Regions from separate parts of the Zea mays genome. Here regions 2 and 3 are each linked to region 1. A link is a contact called in public Hi-C data. All regions are on one chromosome and are shown on one strand. The core of a region is the stretch at or near the end of the contact, and the rest is flanking DNA. Distances in the headings are between cores, read along the strand shown.

Region 1 (3,874 bases), core at 629-3,128:
TATTATCCCCTAAGTCCTATTGAAGGACATGTTATTTGCTTTGCACAACTATGTATAAATTGTGGTGTAAGATAGAAAATGATAGCACCCCAACCTCATTCATTCTCGTTATTCCAGATGAACAATGAGACATATATCTTGAAGAATATGCTTGAGTTATGAAGGATAAAGACTTTGACAGATGTCATCGTCAGGGGGAGCGAATGCTTATATTGATCACAACCGTGAGACAATAAATGTCATATTCTATGCCCTGAAGGCGTGAGCTTGATGATCAATATGTGAACCTTTATAAAACTTTCTATCAAATATATAGATCTAGTCGATCGAACACCATCAGTCAAAGTGGCTTATTTATATTGATACGTGCACTTACCTCGTATATCCTAGAAGTGAGTAGAGGTAAAGTTCCTGAAATAGTCCTTGCAAGGATATGCAATCCGTTTGCTGAATCTTTATGTGCATATACTTCCAGAAGAATATGTTTTGCCTTATTGATACGATTTTGCAAGGATCAGGGGAGCACATTTCTAAAGTTAGCCCTTGTAGAAGATTCGATAGAATCTAGATCCCAAAGGATCGAAATCTGTCCCGATGACAGTTGTTGTACTCTTTTTTCCCTTGGTGAGTTTTCTTGAAGTTTCTCACATGAGGTTTTTAACGAGGCAACAAAATGCAAATGCAATTTGTATCACCATGCACTCTTTCTCCATATTTTTCCCACTGGGTTTTTCGGAGTTTTAACGAGGCATGTGTTGGTCGCGGTATTCGCCCAAGGGGGAGTGTTAAGTAACCCTAGTTAGGGTTATGTGGGCAAATACCTGCTTTGCCCCTGAGGGGTCTCACATCTCTATATAAGGAACATGTACACCCCTCATAATACATAGAATAGAAAGATGCCAGAGGCCCAACCCTACATCATGTGTCTTGTGTGCTCTCTGTCGTGCTTATGGGAAGGGAGACGGGTACTCTACAGCTTCTTACGCCTCTACTGCTGACGGGAGGGAAGGGAGCGGATCTGGTGATCCGTGGTGACGTAGTTCTCAACAGTCCCATCTCTCCGCATCAGCTCCCACTTCGGGTGTGCCGCGTCGGCCACTCCAACGTGTACCGCTCTACCGCCGTGTCGTCTTGTCAGTGTCCCCGTGCCCGCACCGCATGCAGACATGGCCTGCTACTGCTAGGCCGGAGTCTGCGACCTGACCGCGCGCCGCCGGCTGATGGAGGAGTGAGCTGACCTGACCCAAGCCCTGTCGTGACTCGACAAATTTTAAAGACTGTGCAACAAAGGTGACTCGACGGGCGCTAACGCACAAGTTTTTAAAAGCGAGGCATGCATGCACCAAATCTTTCAAGCCGTCACGACCCCCAACCGCGCCACTTCCCCCTGCCCAGCCTCTCACATCCGCGCTCGATCTCTCGGATAAAAGAAGAGAATCTATATAGTGCAAACTAACCCCTCCGTGTAAATATATATAGTGCAAACTTCTAATTTAAATCACATGATTCTGATAAGGGGGCGTGCGGGGGTGTGAGAGGGGAGATTTAAAAAAATGTGATTAGCAGTGGATAGTTACGTGTAAAATTATCAAGCCCCTGTAGCGATTAATATCATGTGACCTAAATTAGAAGTTTTATAATTGCACGGAGGAGTTGGTTTATACCAGATATGTTCAACACAAGGGTCGTGTGGAAAGCAACAACGGACGAGGCGACGTACGCGCGCGCGGCCGGCGCGCACCTCGCCGTCCCAGCCACCTGCCGTTGTGCATGCGCTCTCAATCTCTGATCTAGTCATCTGATCTGTGCGGGAGTGTGGCCGCCACCACCACGACCACCACCATAACTGCTCATCTATATATAAAACACCCCCACCACACCGTTCTCCCCCACTGTCCTGCCGCCGTCCGATCCTGTGGTTGCGCCGACTCTCTGGCCGCGCTAGTCCCCATTCCTTCATCCGACGAATCTACCCTCGATCGGATCCTCTGGCCGGCGGCATGGGCGACGACGACGACCACAATGAGGGGCTGAGGGCGGGGCCGACGGCGTCGTGGCGGCTCAACGTCAGCGACTTCCACATGCCGGAGCGGCCCAAGGAGCCGCCCTTCGTCGCCAGGGTCTTCCTCCGCAGCCACGGTACGTACGGGCACCTCCGTCCAACTCGATCCGAGATCCTGCAGAAGTGCAGATCAATCGTGTCTCTTGTTTTTTTTTCCTTTCCATTTGCTATACACATGCAACTCCGCTGCGGGTTTTGTGGTAACTGATACGACCTGATTGGCGGCGGAAACTGCTAAGAGTACTACTAGGCACGATTTTTTTTTTGCCTCTTTTTAGTGATCTTAGATTATATAGTTAACTCCAAGATAATACCACCCGAACGAAAAAGATCGCCATGGCAAACCAACCACGATGATATAACAGCAACAAACAAAAGCGGTGCTTAGTGGAGTCCCATGTGGACCCTATAATTGTATGGACCTTTTAATCATCTTTTTTTTTCGTCCTCTGCATGGCGCTGCTGCATGCTGCTTGCACACACTTATTGCAAAGTACCGAAGTGGCGATAGTTACATACTTCTAGTGTATTCAAATTGCTGTCACGAAGGCAATGGCCCGTATTGGTTTCCTCGAGCTAGCACATTTTCTGGTGAAAAAAAAACTAGCTAGCGTTTTGGTAGAAAACACGTGAATTACGAAGAACTTTGATGCTGTAATGAATGGCGTAACAGTGCACATCATACAGTAATTACAACTTAGAAAATACAGAACTGAAGTATAGAACAAAACATAGCTTCTAAAAAGAGAAAAATCAAGAAATACCAGTGCTATAATTAATGATCGAAACAAGTGCATATCATACTTTCATATTGAACTCGATCAGAAACTCATGAATTGCAGTACGTAGTATAGATCAAAACATAATTATCAAACAGACAAAAGCAAAAGAACATTGATGCTAATGAAATAATTGCAGATTGTACCATATCCGTGACTATCAGCTATAAAAAATAACCCCAACAAACATCGTTCTGCTACAGTATTAAGTGCAAGCAAAACCCTACAGTTTCAACTCACACTATATATCGTATGCATTGCAACATCGCGCGCGGCGCAGCAAATTGTAAGTATTAAATAGAAATGTAGTTGCAAAATAATAATAAAAAATAGTTCGATAGCAACCTCCATGCATGCATGTTTGCACGAATTCTGTCTCGAGAAAGTAGTCTTAATCAGAGTAGAGTAAGACTTAGAGTGAAGCGTAGTTAAAAAAAAACAGTCCAGTAACTGCATGTGCTTACGTACCCTAGTTCGTTCGTTGTTCCAGACTGGAAGGCGTTTCGGTTGAAGCCTAGCTAGTCTCGGTCTTGTCGTGGACACGGTCGAGGGCATCTATGCGGGAACGTTCCTTTTGAGCTTGACGACAATCACAAGGCGACGTCGTCGCTTGGACAAGTCCAATCGCGCTACTGCCACTCTGTTGGCATAAATAAATATATACAAACGAACGACAACAACTGTTTTGGCCTTCGTTTCAAACGAAGGAAGAAGAAGAAAGTTTTTGGCCTGCTCTGCCTGTGATGATCCACGTACGTACGTAGTACACAGCACGCCCTCTGATGATTCACGTTTCGTGCTGGTAAAAGATGCTAGGAGTCAAGGACTGATCCGTATAAAATACTGAAAGCTTTCATGCAGCTGGACTATTCAGCCATGGAAACGTGTATTGCTGAGTGCACGAAGTCCTGATACGTACTTATCGTCCCGTTGCTTTGCAACAAAGTATAGTTAATGTGACTTCAGAAAAAAAAACTTTACTCGCGCTCGTATTCCCTCTAACCTCACATTAGGGCGTCCGCAATGACTATCT
Region 2 (3,874 bases), core at 460-2,959, 420 kb before region 1:
GACACGGGCACACGGCAGTGCTCCACGCCACAGCTGTTCCCGGACAACGTTTCCTGTGTGCGCAGCGACTACCTCACAACAACGGCGAACGGCTAGTCCTGCGAGCCGGTGGCTCACGGTCTTTTCCCTGTTAGGGCATGTACAGTGGAGAGACACCAAAACGGTTCTCCAAGCACAGGAGACAACTAAGAGACTATATTGTACAATGGAGTGTCTATAAACGTAGTTTATTAATAAATACAGAATTAAATGTATTTATATAGCATCAGATCGATAGAACAGACGACAAATTTGTATAGTGGGAAGTGAGGCGTCTGTTGTTACTTGGTTTACGAGCCAGAGGCGTCTCTTCACGGAGAGACGGCTCTAAGATTTTTTTGCAAATAACCCCCTAAAACACCTTAAGAGCTCCCACATTAAATACCACTGTACATGCCCTTAACTTAATCTCGTTCCCAGGCAAATGTAAAACAGTTTCCTGCTCATGGTCAACCGTAGCAGCCAGAATTATTCTTCCCCGTCTAAAAGGTTGCGAAAATTCGCGGACTCTTCCAATTCCAATTTGGAGTGCTGGATCCTTGCAAGTATTTTTTCCAGATAACAATTCATGAAAACATTATTTTTTTCCTCTCAGTATAATCGCCCACCTCCATCTGTTTTTTGAAAACTTGTCGGCATCTGTCTTTTGCTTCACTGTTTATTATTTTTATTTTAATAGCTTTATGTATGTACTCGCTTCCTCTTATTTTCTTTTTCTATTAAGCGAGAGGTAGATTCCGAGGGCAAACAAAAAAAAGGGAGGCCATTTCCAGAACCTTCCGCCTATCTGAAATCTTATCTTCCCAAGTTTTGCACGGCTCTGTTTTAACCCTCCTAAGAAACTTTACATTCAGGTTAGCCAAAAGGTAAAAATAAAAACGAGAAAAAAAGATAGGGGCTAATCCCCTGGGTGCGGCCGCACGCACGGGGGACGCGTCATCAGACGGCGGGCATGGACTCGTGGCGCAGCGCCGCGAGATCCGACGGCGCGCACGCGTCGTCGCCGAACGCGAACAGGCCGGCGCCGAAGACGTCGTCGTCCCACGCGGCGGCGGCGGCGGCCGCGGCGGCAGCCTCGGGCGAGTAGCCACCGAAGCCTCCGTCGATCTCGTCGTCGAAGCCCCAGATCTGGCCGTAGAGCGCGGCGGCGGGCTCCGGCGGGCCGGCGAGGCCGGCCTCCTCCGAAGAGGCGGCGGCGGCGGATCCCGCCGGCGGCAGCCCCAGCTCGTCGTCCGAGGCCTCGAGCAGGAACCCCAGCTCCGGCTGCTGCGACGGCGCCGCCTCCGCGGCCTCGTCGAAGCTGGCTATCTCCTCCTCCAGGCTCCGCATGACGGACGCCAGGTCGCCGGCGGCCGCCGCTTCGGTGTCGTCGTCGAGCATGTCGAGCAGGTCCTGCGGCCGCAGCCTCTTGGCGTCGGCCTCCGGCCACACGGCCTCTCCGGCGGCGGCGGCGAGGTCGACCGCCTCCCGCGCCCGCTTGTGAGAAGAGGTCTCCATGGAATAAGTTGGAGGAAAGGAAGCGACTCTCTCTCTTTTCTTTCTTTTCTTGCTCCTCCTTCCTCTCGCTGTGTATAGTACACGACGTAGCAAGCAAGCCAAGGCAGGCAGCTAGCTAGGCCAGGCGAGACGAGCGCGTTAACGCGAGGGCAAAGACGGAAGAGTACAAAAAGCGAGGTGTTGTGCGCAGCGTCGCCGAGTTCGGGGCCACCTTATATAGCGTTGCACGCGGTGGGCGGCTCTGCGGACGACGTTTCTCGCAGGGGGGTTTCCGGAAAAAAGTTTGCTCGGGCGGTTTTGGTTTGGTCGCCAGTGCGGTGGTGCATCGAGGTCTATAGTTATCAGCTCAGGTACCTCCCGGAGCTGGCGGGCGGGCGGTGTAGTTTGAGAGTTTCGTCGGGTGCCAGAGGTATTGTCCACACGCTCCCGTGGCGGCCCGTTGATGCGAATAACCAGAGCAGGCACCATACCATGGACGACCGCTCGAGTAGTCGAGTCTCGTGTTCCAGGCTTCCAGCCAGCACTCTCGCCCCGCTGGCGTCAGACCTCAGAAGTGCATTTTTGTTCGGTTGCCTATTTTCTCTCGCCTGCTTTTGTGCCTTTGCTGGTAGGTGACGGCAGTGCTTGTTGAGTATAATTCTTCAAACCTGAACGTGTGGCTGCGTATAGATTCAATTGAATACAGACCGGCCCAAGTTGCAGTTATATTTCCGTTACCTATGAGTGATTTCTGATATTTTGAAACCTTGTAAGGCCTTGTTCGTTTCTATCGGATTGGTGGGTCGGAACGATTCCTGACCGGATTGGTTCTCTAATTTATATAAACTTTGATTAGCTGGAATTATTCCGGGTGCAATCCGATGGAAACGAACAAGGCCTAAATGAATTTAAAAAATGGCATGGACGGGGATGTGTGCGTGTCTGGCTGCCTGCCTGCGTGAGGCTTGCCATCCCATCTGGAAGTGCGTGGGCGTGGCCGCGTCTCCGTCCGCGCGCGCCTGCCTGCCTGCTTTTATTTGTCCACGCCCTGGACTGGATGGGTGGATTGGGGCGTGTGTGGTGGTTGAACGGCGACGGCCTGCAGCGGTCCAGTCAGTCTCCCCCCTTCGATATTTCTGGCACTGCTTTTTTTTAAAACCTTTGAAAAGCCACCTGTGTGTCTGGCTGGCTGTACTGGTCAGTGGCGATCTTTATCCCGGGCGGCGGGTCTCTTTTTAGTCAGGCCGACGAGTTGGACCCAGCTATATTTTTTAAAAAAAAGGTTTATTCTCTCCCATCTGGAAAAAGATTTCGAGGGCGTGCCTGCTCGGTGCGGACAATAATAACTGGGTGAAAAGATGTTGGTTCTGAACCTCACAGAATTTCATTATTAATTTCATTTTCTTTTTTTTGTCGCCGCATGCACTGCTACGCATATAGCACTACTCAATAACAAAATTTATAAACTAAAGAATTATATAGCTACTACTAAGGGGAAAAGTGCATATCGGTTCCATTCCTGTAAATTCTGCATTTGGGAAGGGCTGTGCCTTGAGATTCGACGCGCGCCGTACGCAATGAATGACCGCAGTTCCGGGGACCGGGAGCCAAGCCAACCCGACCCGGTCGACCCGAATGTACGGTGCGCCCAACCACCCTTTTTATTTATTTAGGGACAAAGGCCACGCTCCGAAGCAAAGCAGGCACACCAAGCATGTGACCCAACCGTCCCGAGCATCTGCGAGGCCCGGCTTCTCCCGGGGTGCGCGGCGCAAAACGGGGTGGGCCACACGAATTGACCCGGCTAGGGGCACTTTTGCGAATACATCTAAGTAACCGGGAGAGGCGCGGGATAACGAATCGTGGCGGGGGGGTCTTTACGCAAAAGGCGCGGGAGCGTCGAGATCGGGATTCTGGGGCCAACAGTCACGGGCGCGTTGCCTTTTTTTTCTCTCTCCATTTCCCACCCCAGTTTCCTGATTTAAATTCGATTCCTGGGTTCCGCTATCAGCTGCGGTTCAAGTCCGGCGCCTGCGCGATTCGCGTCCGCGACCGGAGCCGACAGCGATTTGCCTTTTGCTCGGCTTGAGCCGGCGAACCGTCAGCGGCTCGCCTTCGGATCTGGGTAGCCCGCTCTCGGTGTGTGTTTGCGTTGGGGCTACTGTACTTGCTTGGCCCCGGTCCACGTTTAGCCAATTAGCCGGCAGTAGTTTCATATTGTTCCGGTTTTACCGTTGCTGCGTTGGGGTTCCTGTGTTCCACTTACCAAGGCGGGGAACTTGACCTTTCAACGGCGGGGCTAAAGACGCGGTATAATACAAGCAACACCATTTGTTTTCAATTAATTAACTGGCTAAAC
Region 3 (3,874 bases), core at 834-3,333, 380 kb after region 1:
AACTAGGCCACAAATAAATCCTAGAGCAAAACATATACAAATAATCAAACTAGAATGTGCAAACTAGGTTTTGTCTAAGTGTTGCTATCTCTACCGCAAAGGCTCAGTTTCAATCTAAACAATGTACCAAAAAGACAGGATTGAAACTTAAATACTCAATTTAAATGTGGAAGGTAAAGAGTAAGGTAGAGATGCAAACTCTCGTGGATGACGCCGGTATTTTTACCGAGGTATCCGGAACCACGCAAGGTTCCGATTAATCCTCGTTGGTGCCTCTACGCAAAGGGTAGCCCACGCGATGGCCAAGCACCACGATCGAGTAACTCCATAGAGAGATGCAGGCCTTCTCCACGCGCAAGTGGTGCTCCGCTTCCGGCTCCTCTCGGACGCTCCCCGTTGTCTCCACTATCGAGCTTCCGACCGAAACTTCGTGGGCCTCGTTCCTTCCGGTACACGGTGGTAGCCGTGACATAAACACGGTTGTCACGATCTCGCAAGACTCTCGTCCCACTCGATACAATTACAACAGCTCACGCAAGAGCCGAGGGGTTGTGTGTTTTTTCTAAACTCACTCAACTAACTAGGATTCACCTAGAGCAAACGCTAATGCGGTCTAACTAATCCAAGCACTTCGCAAAGCACCTACGTTAATCACCGAGTGATTCTATTAAGCATTTGGGTGTATGAGCACTTGGAAATGTATACGATATGCCTTGGTATGTTGCTAGGGCTCTTACACCTTCAAATGGTCGGTTGGATGATGTATTTATTGGCCCCAACTCAATTATAGCCGTTGGAGGAAAACTGCAGCTTTCTGCGGCACACCAGACAGTCCTGTGGTAGGCACCGGACAGTCCGGTGTCCTGTCCGGTGCACCACTAGTCGTTGGATCTGTCAGTCGACCGTTGGCTGTCAGCCTTTGCACCTGACAGTCTGGGCCCTCCTCCACAGTGCCACTAGGAACTAGTCGTTGGACTAATATTCCCTGGTGCACCAGACAGTCTGGTGTCCTCGACCTGACAGTCCACCAGTGACAACACTTTTCTTCGTTTCTTAGACTTTGCTTGATACTTGTTGATCTTCATAATGTCTTCATTTGATGTGTTGCTTTCCTCAATGCCTTAGTCCAAGTCACTTTAGCATCCTGTAAACTACAATTATAAACGCTAGCAAACTTATTAGTTCACAGGTTATGTTGATCATCAAACACCAAAACCTTTTGAGCCAAATGGTCCGAGACCCATTTTCCTCACACCCAACTCTAGCGACAAATTCGACGAGTAATTTCTCACCGTCCGTTCATCTTCTAGGGCAGCCCACGATGTGGCCCCACTGTGGCCCATAGACTCGACTATTGGGCCTCCTCAGTCGAGTTGTCTTTCCCGCCACCGAGTCTTCATCAGCTATCCCCTTCTTGATCCTCACATCGGCTCGGCTCGGCTTGACTCGTTGACAGACCAAACTCGACTCGGCTTGGCTCATTCATTCAACGAGCTCAGGCTCGGCTTAGCTCGAAATTGCCTCGCGAGATGGATCTTGATAAATAATATTGTATTATATAGTAATTTAATAGTATTTAAATGTGAAAAATATAATCATCATTTAACATTTTAAGTAAAATTATCTATTATCCATCTTTATTATATAGTTTAATTAATCTGGGACAACTGCTTTTTTACAGCCCTACTCATGAGCTTCGTACGACAGTGTGAAGAAGAGCAGGCAGCTTTTTTAAGCAATTGTACGTACCCATCCATGGTCGACGGAACCGCATCTATATCCACGGCCAGCTCATGTCAGCGTCACCGAAGTTGTTTCCAAACAAACAGAACCGGAAAGCTGCACCAGAGAAAAGAACGAGCTAGAAGAAAAGATAGCAGCCAAGAAGTCTCACAAGATCACGCCCGAGACAGCGAGGAAACGGAAAAACGGAGGTGTGACTGTGTGTTGTGAGTGACCAGAGCGGCGAGGAGCGGGGGCGGAGAGAGGACAGACGGGGTGCAGTGCACGCGACGCACGCGGCACCCTCGGCTCGCCGTTCACAATAAAATCCAGCCACGCCTGCGCATCCCTCGTCCTCGTCTCTCTCACAGCTGCTTTCTTCCTTCCTGTTCCTGCTCGTCGCCTCTCGAAAGCCAGGAGGAGTCTCGCCTCCCCCTCCTCGCGCGCGTGGCAGCTATGGCGATGGACGACCTCGCGGGCGCCTCCTCCTCCTCCTCCATGGCGGCGGCCGCCTCCTCCGACCCCTCGCACGGCTGGCAGACGGTGTCGTATCCCAAGCGCAACCGCAAGCAGGCGCAGCCGCCCCGCACCACGGCGCCCGATCTGGCGCTGCAGTCCAACGGCAAGCCTGGCGGCGTCTTCGACGCCGTCGAGAAGCGCTCCCAGGAGCGCCACCGCGCGCTGCAGCAGCAGCTCGCCTCCAGGGCGGCCGACCTCGACGACGCGCGGATCGCCGTTGCCACGGGCGCCGCCTACTCCGACGACGACGACTCCGACGAGGCCGCTGCCCCGCGCCAGGAGGGAGAGGTCAAGAAGCCTAAGAAGCCCAAGGTGAAGAAGCCGAAGGTGACGGTCGCCGAGGCCGCCGTCCTGATCGACGCCGAGAACCTCGCAGCGCACCTCTTCGAGATCTCGGTAAGGCCGCGTCAAACCTCTCCTCCCCGTCGAATTCCTGTTAAAAAAATGAGATCTTGTGATGATGGTCCGGATCAAGGTTTTGTCTTTTTACGGATCGGATCTGGGTAGGGTTTAGCGACGGATCTCGCTGGAATTGATGAAATTCCGACGAAATGCTAGGACGTACCGGGTTTCGGATCAAGTTGAACCAAAATTCTATCCAATATAGTACTGTTGCCTTGCCTGAAAGTCGGATCTTAGGATGTAAAGATGGATCTCGGGGAGCTCTGGGCTTTGGTATTAGGATTAGCCTGCAAAAGGTTGGTACACTTTCTGTTGTGTATGTATATTCTGATTATTTGTTCTGTGCAGGCATCGTACGAGAATCAACAGGACATTCAGCTCATGAGGTTTGCTGATTACTTTGGCCGGGCATTTGCAGCTGTGAGCGCATCTCAATTTCCATGGGCAAAGATGTTCAAAGAATCAACAGTGTCCAAGATGGTTGATGTGAGTTATCATATCACTAGATATTGTTCTGGAATCTATTTATGCATGTCATCATTTTTTTTCAGACTGCTTAGATGCAATTGCTGTCTGTAGGAGGTCTATTTTTTTAATGTTACTCTACTGTGCTGTAGCGCACGTAGTGATGCATTTGGTATTTATGTTTCACTCCAAAATTAGGAAAATCCATGCATTAAGGTCTTTGGTTTTTTATGCATGCGAAACTTTTTTCCAGATTGTGCTTAGTTGCAATTGCTGTTGATTGGAGGTTTATGTTTTAATGTTATGTTATTGTGCTGTAGCCGCACGTAGTGATGTATTTGGTATTTATGTTTCACACTAAAATTTGGAGAATCCGTGCAATAACGTCTCTGGTTTATATGCATGTGATCATTTTTTTCAGCTCATGCTTAGACGCAATTGCTGTTGATTGGAGGTTTATGTTTTAATGTTATGTTATTGTGCTGTAGCTGCACGTAGTGATGTATTTGGTATTTATGTTTCGCGCCAAAATTTGGAGAATCCGTGCAATAACGTCCCTGGTTTATATGCATGTGATCATTTTTTTCAGCTCATGCTTAGACGCAATTGCTGCCTGTTGGATGTTTATGTTTTAATGTTACGTTACTGTGCTGTAGCTGCACGTAGTGATGCATTTGGTATTTATGTTTCGCGCCAAAATTTGGAGAATCTGTGCAATAACGTCTCTGGTTTATATGCACGTGATCAATTTTTTTCAGCTCATGCT

Evidence for each region. Hi-C and Micro-C count contacts between places; a contact is called where the count stands out from the background.
Region 2: a Hi-C map of bundle sheath shows a contact between it and region 1, with 5 times the contacts expected there. The contact joins the promoter of LOC100278084 here to the promoter of LOC100284569 in region 1. A contact is called at or near these places in 3 of 25 Hi-C or Micro-C datasets (bundle sheath, ear and leaf).
Region 3: a contact with region 1 is called in a Hi-C map of leaf, with 7 times the contacts expected there. The contact joins the promoter of LOC100382048 here to the promoter of LOC100284569 in region 1. A contact is called at or near these places in 2 of 25 Hi-C or Micro-C datasets (ear and leaf).

Annotation. Positions count from the first base shown.
Region 1 is chr3:23,047,544-23,051,417 of Zm-B73-REFERENCE-NAM-5.0, forward strand. It overlaps LOC100284569 (metal tolerance protein C3), which reads left to right and starts at 1,879. Exons shown (of 6, transcript NM_001157464.1): 1 at 1,879-2,139. The coding sequence starts at 2,001.
Region 2 is chr3:22,627,354-22,631,227 of Zm-B73-REFERENCE-NAM-5.0, forward strand. It overlaps LOC100278084, which reads right to left and starts at 1,710. Exons shown (of 1, transcript NM_001151477.2): 1 at 838-1,710. The coding sequence starts at 1,536. The coding sequence ends at 979.
Region 3 is chr3:23,430,177-23,434,050 of Zm-B73-REFERENCE-NAM-5.0, forward strand. LOC100382048 reads left to right here and starts at 2,084. Exons shown (of 10, transcript NM_001394902.1): 1 at 2,084-2,637; 2 at 2,992-3,129. The coding sequence starts at 2,179.